Regions from separate parts of the Mus musculus genome. Here all the other regions are linked to region 1. Evidence: chromatin contacts called from public HiChIP or PLAC-seq and promoter capture Hi-C data. All regions are on one chromosome and are shown on one strand. Each heading gives the region's core, a stretch centred on a gene start, on an enhancer-like site or on the middle of the called end of the contact. The rest is flanking DNA. Distances are from core to core; before and after follow the strand shown. Region 1 holds the start of Lrig3 (leucine-rich repeats and immunoglobulin-like domains 3). Region 2 holds the start of Atp23 (ATP23 metallopeptidase and ATP synthase assembly factor homolog). Region 3 has its middle 16 kb from the start of 4930484H19Rik. Region 4 has its middle 130 kb from the start of Gm40797.

The links. Promoter capture Hi-C pulls out the DNA fragments that hold promoters and counts their contacts. HiChIP or PLAC-seq counts read pairs in DNA pulled down with a chosen protein or histone mark.
Region 2: an H3K4me3 HiChIP or PLAC-seq map of craniofacial prominence shows a contact between it and region 1, with 4 times the contacts expected there. The contact joins the promoter of Atp23 here to the promoter of Lrig3 in region 1. A contact is called at or near these places in 4 of 115 datasets of contacts at active chromatin or transcription factors (astrocytes, craniofacial prominence, embryonic forebrain and 1 more).
Region 3: a promoter capture Hi-C map of hippocampal neurons shows a contact between it and region 1, with 2.9 times the contacts expected there. The contact joins the enhancer-like site here to the promoter of Lrig3 in region 1. A contact is called at or near these places in 2 of 39 promoter capture datasets (hippocampal neurons and pre-B cells), 3 of 115 datasets of contacts at active chromatin or transcription factors (astrocytes, embryonic stem cells and stem cell-derived neural progenitor cells) and 1 of 9 other capture datasets (embryonic stem cells).
Region 4: a contact with region 1 is called in an H3K4me3 HiChIP or PLAC-seq map of microglia, with 5 times the contacts expected there. The contact joins the enhancer-like site here to the promoter of Lrig3 in region 1. A contact is called at or near these places in 1 of 39 promoter capture datasets (hippocampal neurons), 1 of 484 Hi-C or Micro-C datasets (LSK cells), 11 of 115 datasets of contacts at active chromatin or transcription factors (astrocytes, bone marrow-derived macrophages, craniofacial prominence and 7 more) and 3 of 9 other capture datasets (adipose tissue, embryonic stem cells and liver).

The regions. Positions count from the first base shown.
Region 1 is chr10:125,964,815-125,967,895 of GRCm38.p6, forward strand. Lrig3 (leucine-rich repeats and immunoglobulin-like domains 3) reads left to right here and starts at 1,405. Exons shown (of 19, transcript NM_177152.5): 1 at 1,405-1,897. The coding sequence starts at 1,662.
Region 2 is chr10:126,899,720-126,902,800 of GRCm38.p6, forward strand. Atp23 (ATP23 metallopeptidase and ATP synthase assembly factor homolog) reads right to left here and starts at 1,652. Exons shown (of 6, transcript NM_001159559.1): 1 at 1,383-1,652. The coding sequence starts at 1,569.
Region 3 is chr10:126,808,054-126,811,134 of GRCm38.p6, forward strand. It overlaps the pseudogene Gm9111. Among named protein-coding and RNA genes, the nearest start is that of 4930484H19Rik, 16 kb to the left of the region's middle. Within about 2 kb of position 1,613, at least 47 of the 459 cell types and tissues checked have an H3K27ac peak or open chromatin away from gene starts, as enhancers often do. A contact at or near this core is called in hippocampal neurons, where this site is marked.
Region 4 is chr10:126,528,687-126,531,767 of GRCm38.p6, forward strand. No RefSeq gene overlaps it. Among named protein-coding and RNA genes, the nearest start is that of Gm40797, 130 kb to the right of the region's middle. Within about 2 kb of position 1,660, at least 5 of the 459 cell types and tissues checked have an H3K27ac peak or open chromatin away from gene starts, as enhancers often do. A contact at or near this core is called in microglia, where this site is marked.

The DNA of each region.
Region 1 (3,081 bases), core at 155-2,654:
CATGAATGGCCGTGCTTACACAGGTGAACGCTACAGTGCAAGTCAATGGTCATGGGGTTAAAGTCTCAATTCCATCAGCTATCTCATCCTGCATCAACTAGCTGATTAAGTAACCCAAGTCACAGACATGCTTGGGCAGATACCATGCAGCCAACAACCTACAGAAACAGAGCCTTAAAATTAGTTTATGTCACCCTACAAAATGTTAGGTATCTCTTTGGGACCTATTTTCCCTGAGGTGTTAGCAGATCAACTCTGAGGTCTCCATTATTTTCAACACCTTGCTACCCAGGTTACAGGCTGAGTACATCCAGACAGACTTCAGGGGTGCCTGGTATTTTGGTTCTACCTCCTCCCTCAATATACCCCACAGACAGATAAGCTTATTTAAGTCTGGTAGACTTTTCAGTCAAGAATGTCATCATTCAAAAGGCAGGTAGACTAAGGTAAGTGTGTGTGTGTGTGTGTGTGTGTGTGTGTGTAAGCATGTGTGTGCATGTGCACGTGTGTTTGTGCGTGCGTTCGTGTGTGCATGCGCACGTGTGCTTTTTCTTTCAAGGTCTTAGCATATATTAGTGTGGTTGCTTTTATTCTTCTTAGCTACTATTGTTTGGAATCTGATTGCCAACTTGGATTTATTAATTTATTATTTAGTTTATTAATTTATTTAGTTATTTATTAATTTATTATCATTCCCTCCAGCTCCATCTATTATAAACCAAGCTCCCATATCCCAAACCATGTCCTTTGTCCATCCATCTAGCCATCCATCCATGTGCACATACGTTTGAGACAGGGTCTCACTGTGTTGTCCTGGCCGGCCCGAAACTCATAGGTCTGCCTGCCTCTTCCATACAGTGCTGGGTTGCCAGGCTATACATATACATCATATACAAATACGCATACATATACATTATATATGTCCAATTTATGGGCATAAAAGACCTCACTGGCACCGATATTAATTTTTTTTATGAAAGCCACTGTTTCATTCGCCAACAATATAATAATCGACACAGTTCTCTCGCTAGGAATTGAAAGGCCTTGGAACACTGCAACTACTTTAACTGTACTCTCTAAAGTTTCCCTTAAGTAACTGCAGCTCAGAGCACCAGCCGGCTCAGTCCTTCGCTGGCTCGCTCCTTCGCTGGCTCGCTCTTGCCCTCCCATTCCATCTGATCTATGGTTCTCAGGACATAGCGGAGACTGCTGGCTGCAGACGCTGGAAAATGTAACTCGGAATTTCCTACAATCTCAGCTCCACTTTCTCCCGGGCGCCGGCTCGGGGCTGGAGCCTTGTTATTGTCACGTGGCCGCGGGTGCCAGGCGGGCCAATGGGCGCGCGCCCGCCTTCTCGCCCCGCCTCGCCGTTCCGCCGCGCCGGGACATCGCGCCCCGCCGCCCGCCGCAGGCGGAAAAGTTTCTCGGCGTGCCATCCCGTTCTCGGACGCCGCTCGGGCTGCCTTCACCGTGGCTGCCGGTCCTCCGCTGCTGGCTCTCCCGCTGTGCAGGGGCATGCGAGGCCTTCAGTGCGGGGACTGAGCCACCAGGAGCACGAGGCGGCGATCGGCGTGTCCAGCCCGGTCTGGGAGTCGGTGCTTTTGGGGGTGCGCGAGGTTGTAGAGCTCCGGGCCGAACCGGAGGCGGCGGGGCGCGCGGCGATGGGTGCTCCCGGACTCCGAGCGGCCACCGCGGCGCTGGGACTGCTGCTGTGCGCGGGGCTGGGGCGCGCGGGCCCGGCGGGAAGCGGAGGCCACGGGGCTCCCGGGCAGCTCTTGGACGACGATGCGCAGCGCCCGTGTCCAGCCGCCTGCCACTGCCTCGGGGACCTGCTGGACTGCAGCCGGCGGCGGCTGGTTCGCCTTCCCGATCCTCTCCCGGCCTGGGTCACACGGCTGTGAGTATCAGTATCATTCCGGTGGGGTGAAGGAGACCGGCCCGCCAGGGGTGCGAGACCAGAAGAGTCCGCCTAGGCCCGGGGCTCAGAGCGCACTATACAGCGCCCAGGCCGCTACCGGAGCCCTGTGGGGGGACTCAGTCTCCCTCTGCATCCGCGCAGGTGGGTTCTTGAGTCGCCACTCCTAGGCCAGCAGACCCGACGCCTGCGATTGGGAGCCAGTCTGCGAGACACTGTATTTTGCAAGTTTTCTTCTGAGTTTATGTAGGAAACTGGCCCAACTGTAGCTTCTCAGGGGTTAGTTAGGGTCCCTAGACGGTCACTGCAGGCGCGCCTTTCTCTTATAACCCCCCTTGCTCAAGCAAAGCCGCACAGACTTTTTCTCTCCGCAGTGCTTAATTTCACATTAGCAGACCATCAGCCTCGCTCCCGGGCCACTTTGAAATGCGTCTGCGTCTTGGTTACTGTGAGAAGTTGGGTGCGAAGACTGATCGGGTAGATTAAGCAAAGGAAGTAGGTTTTCACAACCGAGATCTGGGCAAGTTTAGAGCCTGCGCTGAGTGCTGTTTGGCGGATTTTAGCTGGGAAGCCAGAAACCCCGAAGTCACTGCCAACTGTGTGGATAGAACACGGAAGAAAATATAATTTACTTGGAAATGCGAGTCCTTACAAATGTCAGCTCTCTTTATTCTCTCCCAACCCCTAATTTTGTTAAAATTGGAGGGGGCGTTTAAGCCATAAGCAAAAAAGCAAAAGTTGCACTTAAAAAAAAAAGAAGTTGTCCCGTTTAAAAGAAATCAAATCACTTCATACTTAAAGATTCTGAAATTTAGGCCTAGCAGACATTCTCAGCTCTTAAACACTCGTAGGTCCTGACAATATTGGCCAGGCGGCTTAAGAAATCGTGGTTTTGATCCAGTGTCCCAACCTACATTGTTTCATCAGTTATAAGCTGTTGACCATCAAACAACACGCTCTCTTAAAAGGGAGTTTAATAAGGAAATAGAATTAACGAGAATTGGATTGATATTTAATGGCTGATTATGGAATGTCTGATGTAGCAGCTTTTATTACTCGTGAAAGGGGAGATAAAGACCTGAGCCTGAAGCAGGAAGACTTTCAATTAGTTGTGGCTAATTCCATTCAATTGCCTCTTGCCGGGTGGGGGGTCACACTGCTGCCTT
Region 2 (3,081 bases), core at 402-2,901, 940 kb after region 1:
TAAACCAGAGTCTAAAATGGGAATAAAACGTGTAAATTAGCGCCAATTAAATCAAGTCATGACGAAATAGAACATAAATACAAACACTAAAATGGCGCCCCCATGTATCTTTATACCGAAAGTTGGTTTTGCTAAAGTGACTAAACGCTTCGCATTAGGGCCCGTGTTAGGAGAACATGGGCATCCTGGGCCACGGTTAGAAAAACAAACCAGCATAGAACCTAGACTGGAGGAAGGCAGCGCCTACACTGCTCTCTGTGGTAGCACCATGCCTCGCTCTGAGTACCACAGCCCAATGGGACCTGCCCACCAAAGTTCTTCAATGAGGGTTAGCAAGCAGAAATGTGTGAGTCTATGGCCAGTAAGAGAGAAGAACGGTGGCTTAGGGATTGAGCCCAGTGGTAGGGCCTTGCCTGGTAAGCACAAGGTCTTAGGTTCAGTTCTCACCTCTGAGGAGGGAGAGGAAAGGAGGGAGGGAGGAAGGGAGCTAAAAAGATGGCTCAGTGGTTAGTAGCACTTGTTGCTCTCGCTGAGAACCCAGGGTGAGTTCCCCAGCACCTGCATAGTAGCTCACAGTCCTGGACACCAGGAATGCAGAGAGTGCGCAGACACACATGCAGGCGAGACAATCACACACAAAAATAAAGAAATCAAAAAAAAAAAAGCTTTAAAAAGAAGACAGTAAAATCTTTGATCAGTTGATGATTGAATTATGACCAATTCTGCTATAAAATAGTAACTATTTGGAGGGTCGAATACATTTAAATCTTACTTTCCTAAATAAATCTGAGGTAGACAGGCAATCTGCAGATGCAGAGGAGCAAGGCAGTGTCCCGGGACTGGAGATAAATTGCTCAGTGGGAGCCAGTGTGCCTGGGTGACCCGCGGCAATAATAAACCTCTTAGATGTCACAGGCTTCTTAGAGACTATGATGAAGCTAGGAACTCTCCCTAGAAAAATGCACTTAGGTGCATAAACACGAGGGTTTTCAAAAGTTCCTATTCTAGCATTCTCCACAGTTCCTACTGCAGTGACTGAAGGTTAAAGAATCGCCCACCCCACCCCCACCCCAGGGAAGGGGTGCATAGCCAGAAGTAGAGCTGCCTTATTAATGAATGGAGCTCTTTCCAGCTCTCACCTGCACCCTAGAGCCCGTGCCGCTGCAAAACTTACATAAGAAACTGGTGAGTGTGACCCAGGAGGGCAGACTCCCAGCCCAGGCCTTCAGAAGCGCGAGTGGGGCGGAGGCCCACGCCCCCTCCCGCCCACGCAGCCCTAGGGCTGCAGTGCAGTCCGGGATCAGTGGGGGCACGTCCGGGCCCTTCCTCACCCCCCGGGTCCTGTGCCACCCCGACCCCAGCCTCCAGGTCGCGGCTCTTACTGGTATCCAGCGTCTTCTGGAGCATGAGCGGACAACTCTGGTCCCGGGTGAAGAGGCTGGAGAGGAAGCCCTGCTGGGGCTTCCCGTGGGCCGGCGGCTCAGGCGAGCCCTGGCCAGAGTCGGGTCGCTGCAGCAGTGGCTCGCCAGCCGCAGGGCCGAGCTCGCCGCCGCCCGGAGCTCCTGCCATGAGGCCCGCAAGCCTCCTCCTGCCCGCTCGACCTAGGACAGCCGCTTCCGCCGCCGGCGCACGCTCCGCGGGCCAGCACGAAGGAGACGCGGCGTGCAGCTCGTGGGCGGGGCTTGGTAGGCGTGGTCGGTGGGCGGGGCTGATGGGCGGTGCCTCGCGACCGCCGATGCTGGCCACTATATTGCCTTCTGCACCTCAACCATCCTCCCACTCCCTCACCTGCTGTTTCTCTTATTCCCGCTACCCACTCACACCGAATTAAAGGCAGTGTTTTCAGAAACGCTTGGATATTTCAAAGACTGGTTGGTCTCATCAAAATGTGGCTCCTGGGGACCCATTCATCAACCCTCCTCTTGCTCAGAAATAAGATACACACATCTTGGGTCTGGAGAGATGGCTCAGTGGATAAGAGCACTGACTGCTCGTCCAAAGGTCATGAGTTCAATTCCCAGTAACCACATGGTGGCTCACAACCATCTGTAATGGGATCTGATGCCCTCTTGTGTGTCTGGAAACAGCTACAGTGTACTCATATAATAAAATAAATCTTTTAAAAAGAAGGGGGTGGTTGGAAAGATGGCTCAGCGGTTAAGAACACTGACTGCTCTTCCGAAGGTCCTGAGTTCAAATCCCAGCACCCACATCGTGACTCACAACCATCTGTAATTTGACACCCTCTTCTGGTGTTTATGAAGACAGCTACAATGTATTTATATATAAATCTTAAAAAAAAAAAAAAAAGGCTTTTTCCTCAGTTCCCATAATCAGAGTCCACCAGCACACTTACTCAAAATTAATGTTGCCAGATCTGCAGTTTAAGGCACTTTGTCCGTGTTAGTGCTCTCATGACAGACTTCCAGCTTTTACGTAGTGTGTGTGTGTGTGTGTGTGTGTTTCTTTCCTCACTAAATTATTCAGCTCAGCTCACACTGCTAAACACCTGCTCCCACGGGCCAGGCAGGATGGTAGAGTTGGAGAAAACGAGGACAAATGTCCAAGAAAAATAGGCATGCAATGCCTTGTGAACAGCACTTAGGGGTCACGGTGCTCCGTAAACAAGAGTTGAATGGGAAGCAGAAGGCATCACTCGCTTGGAATATTATACAAATATGAGCGCCTGCACTTACAGACTAATAAAGCCATAAGCCAAAGATTAGATTCTTTTTATCAAGGTCCACATATGTACATTATTACCAGTCCTCATGACAACCTTGCAAAATAGTATCAACCCTAATTTGCAGATAGAACTTGCCCAGCTACAGAAGAAGGCTGAAGGTGTTACTCAGTTGAGAGAGCGCTTGCCTGATTGATACACATGAAGTGCTGGGTTCTACGCCCAGCACCACACAAGCAGACAGTGGCAACATGTGCCTGTAACAACAGCCCTGGGGAGGTAAAGACAGGAGGATCAAAGATTCAGTGTGATCCTAAGCTACATAGCAAGGTCAAGGCCAGGCTGGGTGACACAAGACCACTTTCACATCAGACATGGAGATGCAGAGTTTAGAGTTT
Region 3 (3,081 bases), core at 363-2,862, 840 kb after region 1:
CCTTCTGGGCCTGATTTGCCATGTCTCTTCAAATGATCTTTGCAATCATTCTCTATGCAGAATAAATAGTTCAGCCCTCATTAATAAGCACACTCTGGTTCTCTCTCTACCTGGCTCTTCTGTCTCCTGCCTCTCGGGATAGCTAAAGAGCAGCACAAGAAGAATGCTTGCAATCTTGCTTCAGATCCTCCCGCTCTGGTGGGGTGGAGGAGGCCCCCGGGGCTACTTTGCGTGTTAAAGGCACTCCTGGAAGTTACCTGGCTGAAGATCTGAACATCCCTCTCCAGTGTAAGTAAGCAAGGGCGAACTCTCTTTGGTGACAAGAACTGACAATAAGGAGTATATTCAACAAACTTCAGAAGCCCTTTGTGCCCTCTGTTTTTGAAGTCAGAAAACCTACATTAGAAAGTTTGGACCTAATGTATCTCTGCTGTGGCACACTGCCCTCACTGGCTCTGCCCGTCACTGACAGCCAAAGACATCTGAACACGTTGCTGCTTCTTGGTTCTGTAACAAGGCAGAAATCTCTGCCTCTATTTTTAAATTATTTTATCAGTTCTTTATTTGCCCATCACTCATTTTCTATACAGAAGTATTTGAATTATGCATAAAACCTTTTAAAGGGCATTTTCAGATAAAGCACTTTATATTATTAAGCATTGTAAAATTATTATTGCACACCACTTTTATTATGTAGTTCATTTTAAATGGGCCAGAATATTTTAATCATCCATGGAAAGCCAGAGTTTATAGCTTAAAATTGAAAATATACCTACACATTTTTTCCATAAAATATGCGTGCATGATTTTCAACCCCATTTAACTAATGTGTTTTTGGAAATATGTTACAATAGTAAATTCAACAAACCTCAGTCAAGGAAAAAAGTAATATAAAAAGTGTGATTTAATAGCAATGTGGTGGCCTTTTTTTTTTTTTACAGAAGACCCTATTTTGAAATATGAATCATTTTACATAGATAACCTCTATATTTCCATGTCGTTTGTCTAAACAGTAGTCTGTACAACTCTGGGTACAGAATTGAAAATTATAGCAGAAAATCAAACTGTCAAAACAACATAAATTACCCACAATGCAATGCAAAGTAAAAAATTGCAACTGGTAAAGAATTAAAGAATAACCAAAAAAAAAATCGATAGTATGCGCACCCTAGATAAACACGGGTTTAGAAGTGTAGAATATTTGCAATCCTGTCACTAGAGAATATTTCTTTACTGCACTGGTGATCTGAAAACACACTGTCAGGTCATTGAACGATTTAGCTTTGCAATTACCTCCTGGTCAGCACGCATAACATGTACAGAAAAGGAATTTTTCCTAATTAAGTCGCTTTTCTCAAGATATGATGTCACATGAAATTAAGGCTTTTTTTTTTTTTTAATGGTTCAGTGCTTTTATTGGAACCATTGGCTGGATTAAAAGCTTTTGATTCTAGTACAATCCCTTCCCATACAACAAATGCCAAGATAAGCATCGATCTTATGCCCTGCGTGACCAGTTGCTGGGATTCGCGTGGGCAGCTGGAGGGCAATGCTGAACGGGACCAGGTTCTCATGGGGCTTCACTGCATGTTAGCGGGCACCAGGCTGCTGCCCGCAGTCTGCTGGAGCACGGACCACAATGTGAGCTGGTTCCCAAGCGGCCATTCCCACAGCAGAGCTCAGAGAACAAACAGCGTTTTCCTACAGCGCCCTCTTTCAGCTCAAACAGGGCGATAGGCACCACGGATGAGAGTTCAGTTGACAGCCTCGTGCTTCTGACACAGTAGAATACGTGCAGTGTTCCCTTCTCTTTGGATGGCACATGGTCTGCACACTGAACCTTGTGCGTCTTGGGCACGTTTCTTGCACATCAAAATGAAACCAAGCCCAGCGGGTCTGATAATTGCCGCGGGTCTGTTTTCTAGCCGGTTTCCCTCGGCGCTTGAGCAACTTCTTCAGCACATTCTTGATTGATAAATGCATGTGCACGCTAGACAGGACCCTGTGGCGTTCACGGAGCAGCCACAGGGACAGGGAGCCTGGCTTTGCATAGATCACAATGTCGTTCAGTTTCCCCATCCTCGCCAAGCACTGAATTCAACTCCAATGCATTAGTGGTTACAGCTGTAAGCTCATCAACTTGCCAGGTGTCGATTCCGTCCAAGTCGGCATCTGGAGCGTAAACAGTCTTTGAAAGACTATGTCTGCCGCCTAAAACTCATACAAGAACTTTAAAATATCATCTTGACATGGTTTCCTGAATGTGGCTAGCAGCTGGCGCTCTTACTGGGCACACTGGGGAGAGACAGGTACGGGTGGGGGGAGGGGTCCAGACCAGGCATCACCAGATTCAACAAGACCCAAACCAAAGGAGAGGGGGTAATGTGAGAGGGACATGAATGCTCAAAGACTGCCGATGGCCATGTTGGCGCCCAGCCACAATGGCTCTCTGAGCTAATTTGTTAGATGTGCACATTTCTGTGGGGCAAAATTGTTTCCTCCTGCTGCTTTGTCAGATTTTGTCACAGAGCACTGGCTAGTTTTATGTCGAGTTGACACAAGCCAGAGTGATCTGAGAGGGATGCACTTAGATTGAAAACTTGCCTCCATAAGATCTGGCTGTAGGCAAGCCCATTGTGCGTTTCCTTAATTAGTGATTTAGGACATCCCTGGCTGGTGGTCCTGGGTTCTATAAGACAGCAGGCTGAGCAAACCATGAGGAGCAAGCCAGTAAGCAGCGCCCTCTGTTGATTGATGTAGGTAGTAGGTGCCACCGTGGAGAGAGAAGCTCACCAAGTCGTTAAGCTTCATTTCCGGAAAGATCAGAGGGTTTTGCCTTCTTGGAGAAGCCTGACACCCAGCTAGCTCACTCCAGTTACTTTGTTCAAACATTATACAAGGTTAATCAGGCCTGGGAAAGGTTCCAACTACCACAGTTCTCTTGCCCTTGCTGCCCGTGAGAGCAGACGACCCACACAAATCTCAGGCCCTTCAGACCATGGCTAGCCAGAGTCAAAAGAAAGAACTCCAAGTTTGGCAGGGGTGTCTTAGGAACAAGGTCGGTGCAGCTGCAAGTTTTCA
Region 4 (3,081 bases), core at 410-2,909, 560 kb after region 1:
TAATTGTCGGCGTTTCTTGACCGCTCCATACCTGTGTTGTCCTAGGTCACACAGTGCAGAGGAAAGAGGGTTGTCTTTTCACTAGTCATTATGAGGATTAGAATAATCATAATCTTTCATTAGAGCTAGCCAATATTAGCTGATTTACATATGCTGTTACGTAATCCTGTTAATAATCTCCCTATTAATAAGCTAATAAGATCAAAGTAGAAAATAACAGCTTGGATCTTACTGGGTTCACACAGAAAACTTTGTGCTTGCTTCCTTTCTGTCTCTAACTGGGCCCTGGTTGGCCAGTGATCTGACTCTAAGTGCCCTGGTTGGCCAGTGTTCTGACTCTAAGTGGGCCCTGGTTGGCCAGTGATCTGACTCTAACTGAGCGCTGGTTAGCCAGTGATGCATTTCCAAAGGATGGCATCTGTTTCATCTGCTTCAGGAAGCTGCCTCTGATGGCAATGACAGATGCCCTCTGTTTTCCTCTCTGTCCCAGTAAAATTTCACCTGATGTTTGTTGTTTATCTCACTACCTCCTCTGGGCGAACCTGCTTATCCTACTGAAAAGGGAATGCACTAGGCTAGGCTAGTCTCTCAAAGGAAGGTCAGTGCCTAGATCCGGAGAGCTTGCACTTAGAAGGACACTGAGTTTCACTGAAAATAAGCATGATGGGAAAGGCTCAGGCAAAGTGCTTCCAGCAGACATTCAGAGCTTAGGAGTCCTCTCAAGTATGAGGGGTAAAGAAAAGCCTGATCAAGGTGTGTATCATGGTTTGAGTCTGAAGTTTTGCCAGCAGCCCGCTCCTTCAACCTCACACAGTCAGTCCACCTTTGGGGCCTTTGCTCCCTCCTCCATATCATTCCCCAATCCAGTCTTTACCTGGCTGTTTTCTTTCCATCGTCAAAATCTTCAAACGCCAGTTCGTCACAGAGGCTTTCCCTAATAATACGCTCTAGAACAACCCCATCCCACATGCCAGCCATGGGCTACGATGGTGTCTCAGTCTCTGAGGGAAAGCAGAGAATCGTGCCTCTCCCATCGTGCTGGAAGGTGAGCTCCTTGACAACACAGATGCCTTCCTACAGACCAGGGCACACCCACGACCTGCGCTTTAACCGCTCACTCCTCAATCAAACGCACCTTCGAGGCAGAGGCATGGCGATCACGTGACCCGATACTGCTGCTATTATTTTACTCTAACCACATGCTGTACCATCATCAGGATCCTTATTCTAATGGTCTCCAAATTAATTTAATTGGGATTATGAAAGTCACATGCAAGTTAGTGTTAGAACAGGGCTAGAATTCCAGTTTTGCCAACTTAAAACCCCACTTTGAATATTAAAATGCAGAAACACTGGACTTAAGGAGAGATGACCTACATAAGAGACAGCCCCGAGGAAATATTTTTAAATCACTTCTGATGATTCTGGATTATGAAGAAAACGCTGGCTCCATCCTTTGAAGAGAAAAACTTAAGGAGCTTTCCAAACAAAAGAAAAATCCTAGTTACTTACTTATGGTTAAAACTGTGTCAAGGCAACCATTACTCTTCTCATTTTAGAAACAGAGACTGGTCTTTCAGGAAGTGTAACTAACAGAGAGAGTAAAGGTTCTAAACTCAGTGGAGTCCCTCTCCAGTCAGCCCTGCCTGCCTCTTGCTGCCCAGACCTTGGTGGTTTTCAGCAAAGTTGGAGAAATGGAGTTGTGTGCCTGAGCCCAGATGAGACCCAACTTACGCATAGTCTCAAAGACTTTTGCCCTGACTATAAGGTGACTGGTGGAGTTCTAGGTTGTAGCACCTGCCCCGGTACCTCCCCTAATCCTGCTAAATGTGAGGTCTGCGACAAATACCCAAGAAAATCGATTTTGAAATGCATTGAGAGGCCGCGGGAGTGGGGAAACGTCTGGGAATGTAGTCAAAATGCTATAGAAATAAGGATATGTCAGGAAGCAAAGGGCCCCAGGCTGTGAAATAGAAGATGATCTTGCAAGGTGATCGGGACAGCATTTTTCAAGGCTGCAAGTAGTAAAAAGGGGATGAGAGGAAAAGATGAGATTTTTCAAAGCAATATCATATTTAAGGTTTCTTGGTTCCCCGCGATATAAAGTTAAAGATCCAGGAGGAGAAATCAGGACTTTGATGGTCACATCGCTCCGGCACTTGGATGTTATACTCAGCATGCGTCTTCTTAATATTCGGAGACTATATTTCCTCTTTCTAATTCTTAATATTTGATCTTTTTTTTCCCAAACAAATACCTAGTCTACATTCCTGCTGAATTCACCAGGGGGAATTCTTTTCAAGATGCAACAATGTCTGAATTTTCTGGATCTCCTTCATTGACCTTAGAAAATGGTCCTTACATCTGCATATCTCATGTGCCATTAATTAACTTTGATACTTCATTATTAATGAACTTTTTCGGAAGCTGTATTTCTGTACTGCTGGGAAGCCACCTTCTGGGGGAAAAAAAAAGGAAGAAGGAAGGAAGGAAGAAAAAGGGCACTAGTCTGCAAGTGGAAACAGGTAGCCTGCCACCGTCACACCATGGAAAGAACGAGTTTAATTCTGTCTTAATGGCAGAATAAATGGAATAGGGATAATACTTCACACTAATAAATTAAATTTGGGTCATCGGTGTAAGATAGAAATGTTTCTGATAGTTACAGCCTGGGATGCAGAAGCTGGAAAAAGCTCAATTGCTCTGCGAAGTGTTCTTTGTATTTAAAAAAGGAGGCTATCATTTTAACATTTCCCTTAACTTTGCTAAAAATAATAACCATGACAGAATGCTTTTCTCCCCTTCTAACAGGGATGCCAAATTGGAAAAAAAAAAAAAAAAAAAACATAAATAAATAAATAAAAATTTTTTAACTACTGAAGAACCACAGTGACCCCTACTGGAAATAGGTGGAATTGGACCTGGTCTTAAGGTAAGAGAGTGTGCAAAAACATTTCTCTCCACAAAAAAGTGGGAAAAAAATGTTAACTCAAAAAATTCATATTCATGCCTGTGCCTGCTTTCCTTATCCTCTAGATAACCCATAATTTTTTGGCTATAGTTTATGTGCTTGTAATCATG